Regions from separate parts of the Mus musculus genome. Here region 2 is linked to region 1. The links are chromatin contacts, called in public HiChIP or PLAC-seq maps. All regions are on one chromosome and are shown on one strand. Each heading gives the region's core, a stretch centred on a gene start, on an enhancer-like site or on the middle of the called end of the contact. The rest is flanking DNA. Distances are from core to core; before and after follow the strand shown.

Evidence for each region. HiChIP or PLAC-seq counts read pairs in DNA pulled down with a chosen protein or histone mark.
Region 2: a FOXA1 HiChIP or PLAC-seq map of pancreatic cancer cells shows a contact between it and region 1. The contact joins two enhancer-like sites. A contact is called at or near these places in 1 of 484 Hi-C or Micro-C datasets (myocytes) and 2 of 115 datasets of contacts at active chromatin or transcription factors (bone marrow-derived macrophages and pancreatic cancer cells).

What each region holds. Positions count from the first base shown.
Region 1 is chr14:75,831,741-75,837,086 of GRCm38.p6, reverse strand. No RefSeq gene overlaps it. Among named protein-coding and RNA genes, the nearest start is that of Gm4285, 11 kb to the left of the region's middle. Within about 2 kb of position 2,691, at least 407 of the 459 cell types and tissues checked have an H3K27ac peak or open chromatin away from gene starts, as enhancers often do. A contact at or near this core is called in pancreatic cancer cells, where this site is marked.
Region 2 is chr14:76,614,264-76,619,409 of GRCm38.p6, reverse strand. No RefSeq gene overlaps it. Among named protein-coding and RNA genes, the nearest start is that of Serp2, 60 kb to the right of the region's middle. Within about 2 kb of position 2,994, at least 52 of the 459 cell types and tissues checked have an H3K27ac peak or open chromatin away from gene starts, as enhancers often do. A contact at or near this core is called in pancreatic cancer cells, where this site is marked.

The DNA of each region.
Region 1 (5,346 bases), core at 1,442-3,941:
TAGCTGGGCAGTTGTGGCGCACGCCTTTAATCTCAGAACTCTGGAGGCAGAAGCAAGCAGATCTCTGAGTTGGAGGCCAGCCTGGTCTACAGAGTGAATTCCAGGACAGCCAGGGCTACACAGAAAAACCTTGTCTCACAAACAACAACAACAGCAACAACATTTGGTGTGGTAATTAGTGCAAACAAAAAATGCAAATGAGATAAGACAAAGCCAGAAAAAAAGCAAATTAGATGTCAGTAAGTCTAAAAAACTAGAGGCAAGCTCTAGATTTGAGTGCCAGCTTTTTAGCAACCAAAGAGGAATATAACTCATTATGAGTCATTATTAGCACTAAGCTTTGTGGTACAGGCCTGTAATCAGTAACAGGAGCTGAGGCAGAACAATTTCGATAACTTAACATGACCATGCCTCAAAATAAAAAATAATTTAAGCCGGGCGTGGTTGCAGGAGAGCCAAGGCTGGGCTGTTACATAGAGAAATCCTGTCTCAGAAGACAAAAAACCAAACCCCCCACAAAACAAAAACAAAAACAAAAACAGAAACCTTTCTAAAAAAGACAAAGTGTAATAAACATATGGCAAGTGTACATTTTTGAAGGATACAGTCTAATTTTTCATAAATACAACTCATGCAACTAGTACCTAGAGCTATAACTAACTACAAGCGCCCCAGAGCCCCCTACTTTGCTCCTAGAACAGCATTAAAGAACACATCAATGCATTTATCTGCTGAGTAGGTTATGCCTAAATTGACCTACGTAGACCAACAGATACTCCTTCCTAATTTAATTCATTGATTTTTTTTATGTTAGAATTCAAAGTATCGGGTTTGATTGTGGTATTTTCACACACAATGGGTCATTTTATTTTATTTTATTTTGGTTTTTCAAGATAGGGTTTCTCTGTGTAGCCCTGGCTGTCCTGGAACTCACTCTGAAGACCAGGCTGGCCTCGAACTCAGAAATTCACCTGCCTCTGCCTCTCAAGAGGATTAAAGGCGTGCGCCACCTCCGCCCAGCACAATGGGTCATTTTACTTTGTTCAGCTCATTGCCCTCCTCCACTACTCCCACTATGTCCCTGTAAGATTAAACTTGGTTGCCAATTTAATGGGATTTAAAATCGTCATGGAAACAAATCTCTGCGCAAGTCTGTGAGGCTTTTATAGGTGTGGTAAATTAAGACATGAAGACACTGCTAAAGGTATAATCAAATGAAAAAATGTGAAAGTAAGTAAATAAATAAATAGATGGCCGGTGATGGTGACAGGTGCCTAATTTAATCCTAGCACTCAGGAGGCAGAGATAGGTGGATCTCTAGTTCCGGTCTATCCTGGTCTACAGAGAGTTCCAGGACAGCTAGGGCTATACAGAGAAACCCGGTCTCAAACAACAACAAAAAACCCAAACAAACAGAAAAACGAAGAAAAGGGAGAAAGAAGTAGGAGAGGGGAGAGAAAGAAAGGAGAGGAGACAGGAGGGGAGGGGAGGGAAGGAGAACATAATGGAGGGGAGGGAACAGGAGGGGACCGGAGAGGAGAGGGCAGAGGAGGAGAGGAGGGAGAGGGGAAAGAAAAGGAGGGGAGCGGAGAGGAAAGAAAGAAGAGGCGAGAAAAAAGAAAAGAATGAACAACGCAACTACTTATTTCCACTTCTCAGAAACTGGGACCACTGGTCCTGGCCAGAGGTGCGGCAGGTGAGTTGAATTTGTCTCTGCTGAAGCTGTGCTGAGCTCTTTGCTGCTCCTTTCTTTGCGCACTAGGGGCCACTACTGCCACTTTTGGCTTTGAGGTCTGTGGCTGGGGCTGCTTTCTCAGCCTCCCAAGGCTCCCTCCCTAGCATCCCCAAGACTTCGAAGCCTGCGATGCCCAAAGCAGCTGAAGCAGCTGGCAGGGCACCCAGCTGCCTTGGGGACGAAGTAAGCAACCACAGCAGGTGGAGGTCTTCCAAGCGCAGCTCAGGCTGCTGAGAGACGCGGCTGTGGCTAGCAAGGGGCGCGCTGAAGTTTCAACTCTAGCAGTTCTATAGCAGTGACAGCAGCCAGGTGGCTTTAGATCTAGGCTAGAGGGTGACCTGATCCCACTGTGGACCGCAGGCTGCCAGACTCCAGGGTTGTTCTCAGCTAGTGAGATCAGCTCTCAGAAACCCAGGTGGGAGTTGATTTTCCGCTATGCGCTCACTTCCGGATTCCTGCCAACCTGCACTCTTGGTCTTGTCTGAGTCTCACCCTTCCACTCCCCACAACTGCCTCCCAGAGTTGCTTCTCATCCTGGGGTTATGGCGGGTTAAATTTGGGGTTCCCTGTTCTTTTCTCAGGCTCTCGGGATAGCTCAGTTACAAAACGTAGATCTTCTCTGTCGATGGCACGCAACCTCTGAGTCATACAGAGGGATCCCTGCCCGCTTCACCGAGGAGTCATTGTCTCACCAAACCTCACAGCTAGTTTTGAGGCTTGTGAGTATTGTGAGCTTGCCATGAGGGAGGCCTGTCTTCACCAGAGCCGCTGGGTTTGCCTTTAGAAGCAGCCTCCTGCCTTCCTGTTCTCCTGTGGAGCTGCGGGTATGGAGACATGGTTCCTCTTGTCTTCTCTGTGACTCGTGGGTCCTTTCTTAAGACTTAGGCACCCCTACCCATCACCACCTTCGAAAAGTTTTAATCTGCATATCTCCTCCCCTTCTTTTCCACTAACTTACAAGTGGAAAAATGCAGATCATGTGACCTGTCTCTGTCCAGTCCGGATGTGTGTGGCTCATGTCCCTGTGTTCTGTGTGGATTTCCGGCAAGGGTTTCCTGCCAGATTCAGAAGTTTAAGAAGACTCATATTGGCTCTTGGGTAGCTTGGGTTTTCTATTAGGAGGCTGCTATGTCAGGCATTGGCTCTTCCTTGATTTTGAGGTTTTGATAGCATGAGGTTAGGACGCACAGGATAAAGCAGTTTCCTGAAAGTTCGGATGGAGCTGTGCTTGAGAGGGCAACTTCTCTAATCTCCTGGCTCCCCCCCCTCCCCCCACTGTTTCCATGGCAGCGTCTGCTCTTGGATTTCCTGGCTCTGTTTCCCTCCTGTTACATGCACCTTCTTTCTTCTTAAATTTTTTTTTCTAATATTTATGTGTGTGTGTGTGTGTGTGTGTGTGTGTGTGTGTGTGTGTGTGTGTGCACATGTGAACCAGTCGTGGCGTTCTTGTGAATGTCAGGACAATTTGCGGGAGTCAGTTTCCTCTTTCCATCATGTGTGTCGCTGGGATTGAACTCAGATCAGACTTTGACCCTTACCTTTTATTGCCCGAGCCCTCCTTTCTACAGCTCCTCCAGCTTGGCTGCCCCAGCATCTTCAGTTCCACTGTGGACTCCTTGCCTCCCATGCCTCTGCCGCTGGCTGCTGGCTTCAGTGCTTCCCAGACACTCTGGGTTTCTTGGCGTTTTCCTGTTCTCAGGCCCGTGGGTGCTGTGGATTGAACATGCGTTCTCATCACTAGAGGTCACACTGAAAGCTCCAGTGTAGGAGTGTTGAGAAGTCCTGGGACCTTTAAAAGGTGTGTACATCAAATCGCACCCGCCCTCATTGTTGTGCTTTAAAAAAGACGAGGATGTGTTTAGTAGGGCACAGTATGGTGAGGTGGGAGGGGTGCCTTGGCGGGCTCATACTGAAGCATCCCTTCCTCCTGAGGTACCAGCCTAAGGAGATATATGCTATAGAATAGAGTATTTGGGGGCATGGAAAGAGGAGCTGAGAAGGGACAAAGGAGGACAGAGAGAAAGAAAAGAGAGAGAGAGAGAAGAGGAGGGGAGAGGCTGGCCAGGAACATGCAGAGAGAGGGGATGGAGGGGGAAGGGAAGAGAGGGAGAAAGGGGTCAGGGAGAGAAGAGAGACAGAAGGGGCAGAGACATGGAGGAGGAGCCAAACTGTCACTTTTGTAGAAAGCCACGCCTACCTGGCTGTTGCCAGGTAACTGAGCCTAGAAGGAATGCCAACATTCATGAACGAAATAATTCCAGTTTAGGGCACCGAAACTTCTTACTTCTTATTCTGAAGAACTGTTTTGGTTACCACGGTGTGTGTGATGTGTGTGTGTGTGTGTGTGTGTGTGTGTGTGTGTGTGTAGGACTTGGGTTTGGTTCCCATCACCCACGTGGTGCCTCACTACTGACTCCAGTTCCAACCAATCCCAGTTCTACCAGCACCACTCTCTCCACACCTCCCTGGGTACCTGGCACACAGGTGGTTAATATACATACAGGCAAAACATTTTTTGTTTTGTTTTTGTTTTTTGTTTTTTGAGACAGGGTTTCTCTGTGTAGCCCTGGCTGTCCTGGAGCTCACTCTGTAGACCAGGTTAGCCTCGAACTCAGGAATCCGCCTGCCTCTGCCTCCCGGGTACTAGGATTAAAGGCATGTGCTACCACTGCCCGGTGTCAGGCAAAACATTTATACACATAAACCTAAAAGATTTTTTTAAAGATTTGTTTAATTTATGTGAGTACACTGTCACTGTCTTCAGACATACCAGAATAGGGCATCAGATAGTTGTGAGCCACCATGTAGTTGCTGGGAATTGAACTCAGGACTTCTGGAAGAGCAGTCAGTGCTCTTAACTGCTAAGCCATCTCTCCAGCTCCCAAAAGATCTTTTTAAAAGTCTGGCACATAACAGTTTATTGTTACTTTGTGTGGTAAAGTACTTGGCAGCACTGGGCGTGATGGCACACCCCTTTAATCTCAGCACCCTGGAAGTAGAGGTAGGCATAGCCCTTGAGTTCAAGCCAACCTGGTTTATAAATTGACTTCTAGGACAAACAGGGAGTGGCATTATTAGGAGATGTGGCCCAGTTGGAGTAGGTGTGGCTATGTTGGAGGAAGTGTGTCACTGTGGAGGGTGGGGTGGACTTTAATACCCTAGCTGCCTGGAGAGCAGTCTTCTTTAGACTCAAGAAGTAGAACTCTTAGTTCCTTCTCCAGCACCGTGTCTGCCTGCATGCTGCCATGCTTCCTGCCATGATGATAATGGACTGAACCTTTAAGCCAGTCCCAATTAAATGTTGTCCTCATAAGAGTTGCCTTGGTCATGGTGTCTCTTCACAGCAATGGAAACCCTAACTAAGACAGTATGATAAAAGATACAGGAGCTGGTGAGATGGCTCAGCAGTTAAGAGCACCTACTGCTCTTCCAAAGGTCCTGAGTTCAAATCTTAGCAACCACATGGTGGCTCACAACCATCTGTAATGAGATCTGATGCCCTCTTCTGGTGTGTCTGAAGATAGCTACAGTGTACTTATATATAAATATAAACATAAATATAAATATAAATATATATATATATTTTTTTTTGGGTTTTTTTGGTTTTTTGA
Region 2 (5,146 bases), core at 1,745-4,244, 780 kb before region 1:
TAAAAAACTCTCCTTTGTTCTAAGACTCAACAACAAAGAGAAAGAGAGACAGTGGGGCCATGTTGTGACTTTTAAAGTGCCTCAACAAGGGTGGCACAATTCCCTGTACTCACGTTTTGCCAGCCCAAGCAAATCTCATAGCCAAGTCTGACGTGACTGGGGCAGGAATACAATCTTTCCACGAGAGTGAGGGATGCCAAAACTCACACGACCATGCCTGGCACCATGGGACAGGGCTATGTAATCCACTATCAGACAGAGACACCAAAATTATGAATGTGAGCAGTACATAGTATGCCATCTGACACACACGTGCACTCTCTCTCTCTCTTTCTCTCTTTCTCTCTCTTGCGCGCACACACACACACACACACACACACACACACACACACATACACGACAGGAAAGCTGTGTGCGTGGTTGAGGATCTAACTAATTGGAGAAACACTCTAAAGCAAGTCTAGATCTGAGGTTTTCCCCAGGACACCACAGCTGTTTCCTGGTCCTCAGGCCGAGGGAGAGGCACCGCCCGACCCTGCTCCAATGCTCCAGGTCAGCTCTCAGTGGTGTCCCATGGAGTCCTCACAGAAAAACATTTGGCCCTTGAATGTTTTATTCATAAAGATCATATGTCCAAGGGAACACGAGCTAGCCAAGTCAGATGAAATTAACGAGCGTAAATCAAGAAATGCAGACCGAGCCAAAATGGGAATTTTCAGAAAATGAAGTAATCACAAACAGTGCCTTGGTTTACTTAGACCGCAGACAACCAGAGGGTTGGAGACCCCTGCAGAGAACAAGAAGCAAAGGGCAAAGGAGAAACAAGCCGGGTGCTGTGGGCAGACTCTGGCTGCTGGCTGATTGCATCTTGTATGAACCGGAATGAAGTGTCAGGGAAGAACCTGGCATCAACTGCTCAGAAAAGGCCTTGACCATGTCCTGCTCAGCATGTCCAGACTTACATCCAACATCACGGATAGCACTGGTCTCAAATGGGCACCCAGGTTACCTATCTGGTTGTCTCTGGCCAGCAAGTAGCTTAGCTCAAAGAAAACACCTGAGTGCAGACCCTCACGGGGAGAAAGCATCAGAATTAACTATTGTTCTAAAACTCATTTCAGTAAGTCACATGGTGGGACCCTCGGCCCATCTCAGGTATTGACTATAAAAACTCACTGTTGCCACATCAGCAACAGGGGCTTTGAGATGCCCATCTCCCCATCCACCAGGAACCTTTTCAAGGGAATCAGGCTTGATTAAAATACACAGGGTCAGGCATGAATCCAACCAGCCTAGGACATATCAGGTGGCTGAGCATGGTATAGCACATGCTGTCCTAGATAACTCTTTCAAAAGAACAGAAAAAAAAAAATGCTGTCCTTGGCCAGAAGACAAACTCCTTTCTGACCCCACCACTCTTTGCTCTGGTCCCAAACACCCACAAGCCAAGGCTTGCAAGTCACAGTCCACAGTGCAAAACAGCCTTTTCAAGCCCTTGATAGCCTGGTGTGTGACACACACACACACACACACACACACACACACACACACACACATATCCTTCAGTGTGTTAGCAGAGACAATCTCCAGGCACTTTTAAGGACAAAAGAAGATTCCACGAAGCAAGTTCCTCGGTGTCTTGCTACTCGGCTCTACTGTGAACCATTGGCAAGCTTTCCTAAGCGGGGCTTCTCAAAAAACACAGTCCAGAAGGCAGGCTCGGAATTGCAGCCTGGCTGCAGGCCACAGCACAGCAGATGCACGTATTCATAAGCACGTCAAATACATCACTCAAGGCCTAAATTCGCAGGCCCGACACTGATCTGGGAAGTTGGACACTGGACAGCTCAAAGCCTCCTGGATGGAATTGCTACAATTATTTTACTGGGGGAACCTGTGCTAGAAGCACACAAAGCGACACAGAAAAGGTTATCTTCATTATCGGAGAAAAAACAATCCCAAAGGACATTGCCAAGCTAGGGAGGGTCCGATAACCCAAGAGCGCTGGGCAGGCAATACACAAGATACATGGATCTGCAGCTAAAGCCTTTTGCCTTTGGGCTGAAGCATCTTTGAACATTCAGTATACGATGAACCCCTATGAACTAGCTACCACACTTGGTGCAACAGGAAACAAATGGAAATGAAATCTGGCTCCCATCAGGTAGGATAAAGATAAAGTGTCTGCACTATTTAAGTAGAGGGCTCCCCCTATACTGGGGAAGCTAAAGACAGCTCACTGGAGGGAACCACGTCTTCCAAAGGACCAAGGATCCAGGCACGGGTAGGCACCAAGAGAAGACATTTACTGGACCCATACATGTGCAGAGGTATTCTGCCAGAGGTGTTACTACATAGTGCGCCCCTTTCCTGGCTGCTGAGAATTGAAGGGTTCCCAGCTGTTGTATGTCTTTAGAAGTTTTCCTCTGCTGTCCACAGCACCTCACCGTCCCAGGCTCGTGGGTTAGTGTCTTCATCCGCAACTGCTGGTATCATTTTGGACAGGTTCTGGAGACATCTTTAGGAAGTCAGACCCTAGTAGATTAGCAAGGAAGAGACCTGGAGCAAGAAGTCCCCAGCCCTTTCTGTCCCCCTTCTCTCACGCTGACTCCTGCCTACCACAGAAGAGTTTAGCTAGCTCAAGTCGCATCCCTTTCACCTCTCAAGCCAGTTCCTGTCTGCTATAGAATTCAACTTTTAGCTATTCCAAGCCCCACCCCCACTAGGCACACCCCATATCCCTGAACCTAGTGATGTGCTAAAACACCTATCTATTTTTCTTTTCTTTTTTTTTTTTAGACAGTTACATCACAATTTAATCATCAGAGTCAATGCAATCACTTTCAAAACTCTCCTTGTGGGAGATTAATCACTTCCTCCGTTGCAGCCACCACCCATATAATTTAGGGATTCCTCTCTGGGGCTTGTCCCCAGCATGCTTTCCATGTGCAGCTGAGCACGGTAGCCTCTAGCAACTCTGTCCTTTGAAGTGAGGGTGTCATTCAGAACCATGACTGGTGAGTGTGTCTGCGGATTTGGGAATTCCACAGTGTGCACCTCCTAAGTTGACCACGGCCACATAAGCTCCTCCTCCCACAGGGCTGCTGAAACCTAACCTAGCCCAATGGTGGCAGATATTTGCCATGTAAAGTGACTTTTCAGGCCATTTGAGTCTTTGCCTGATGAGTAACACAGATATAGATCCATCCGGTTAAGAAATATTTATCAGAGAACTTTCCACATGCCCAAAACCCACACTGCAAGTGGAGCTGTAAAACCAAACCAAACAGATCTGTATTCACATAGGGCCCAGATTCTGTTAGAGGCCAATTATCAGAAAATAGACAATAGAAGATAGCGCAATGAATGTCACCATACAGACACACCCAGAGATGCCGGAGGAAAGGATACTTGAAGGATAAAGAAACCCTTAGGCGCTCTGTTTTAAAGGAAGATTAGGAATTTGCTGAATAGTTAGGGAGGTGAGGGTGTGAACTCCTAACAGAATTTTGAGGTTGTGGGACTCAGCTGTGTAAAGTGGGGGCTGGTTGAATAACAGTGGAGATAAGAGGGGTCAGGGTGCTGCCCAAGGGCACGAGAACAGTGAGTAGTCATTGAAGAAAGGATACGGCAGAAGAAGAAGACAACAGCAACAGCAACTGATAAGCCAGAGCCACGGATCTGCTAATGGGATCATTTTGTTGTTTTTGCTCAGTAAGACACTCTGCTGTCCCTTCCTTCACAGAACAGAAACTGAGGCCAAGGAGCTTAGAAACCTATTCAAGGTCACCCAGCAGCAAATGAGACTACTGGGATTCAAACTGCTGACTAAACTTAGGGTTGCCTCCTCAAAGAAATCCAGCTGATGGAGTGAGCTGATTAACACCCCTTGAAGGGCCATTTTGAAGCCTAAGTAAATAAACGGTATTCAGCAAAGGCACGGTTCAAGCACGGCCCTGAAAACCAGTAATGTTAAACCTCTCAAAGGCAGGTCAGTGGCAAACATTTGTTATCATGCACAGCACTCGCCTCTCATTGCTCCGCCAAAATTGTGCACACACCGAGGATCTACTGTAGATCCGCCCATCTACCTGTGCAAACAGTGTAATGCGTAGATCAGGAATCCTAAAAAACAACCATGCCCTTTTACCTAAATCGAAAGCAGCCTGCATATCACGTGCTGGGGCAATGGTTTGGCAGTTGTCTTAGGGTAAGTCGATGGTAATGTATGGAGTCCTTTAGTGTGGGCTTTGTGGGGATCTCACAACAGTACAGGTAAAGCATTCGTAAGAAGAAAACTGAAGAGAGGAAGGCAGGGCATCACTGGTCTTCATAAGAAACATGGCCTGGCAATCCTACAGATCTCAGCTTTGTAGAAACATCCCGCTGTGGCACGCAGTCTTCCCTCTCACCACACAGTGAATGGAAGTGTTAAGTCTACCCTGCAAGACCCTGAATGAGTCTATGAACTTGGGACTTGCTTATAAATCAATGCAACTAAATCCTGCCAATGAAGTCTAGGTTTCATTACATCACATCAGCAGGGCGTGTCCCTAAGGTCACCTAAATATGCAACGTGGGAACATCCTTTTCCCTTCCCTGGAGTCCTGGAGGAGAGAGCACAGGGCTGGGCTAGCCCCAGTAATAGTGGCCTAGATTAGTTCACAGTCTGTACGAGTCTCCTCTCTGGAAAACTAGCTTTGAAATCTAGGAATGCCAAAATAAAACCCAATTAAACAAACAAACCACTATCATTTTGGAAATCCAAAGCAAACAACTGAAATAGAGATTATTAAATTCAAGAATGTTCATAGCCTATCATTACTCGCAAGCACATGTGTGTTATGGTTACAACGATTTGAAACTATAGAAGTTGCTTTAAAAAAAAAACAAGAAGTAAGGACAATTCTATTTGGGTGAAAGAATTTTTAGTAATATTTTTCTTTTAAAACATTGCAAGTGTAATATTTTTGCTTCTCAACAAGCAACATTCACAAGTGATTTATTACTGTGCTGCTACATTCTTGTAGGTTGGACTCATTTGGCTTAATATGAAATAGTTTTTACTACCTTTTCAATGATTTCTGGCTGTGATAAATAGGTAAGAGCTGGAGGGGAGAATTAAGCAGGAAATGGACAGAAAACT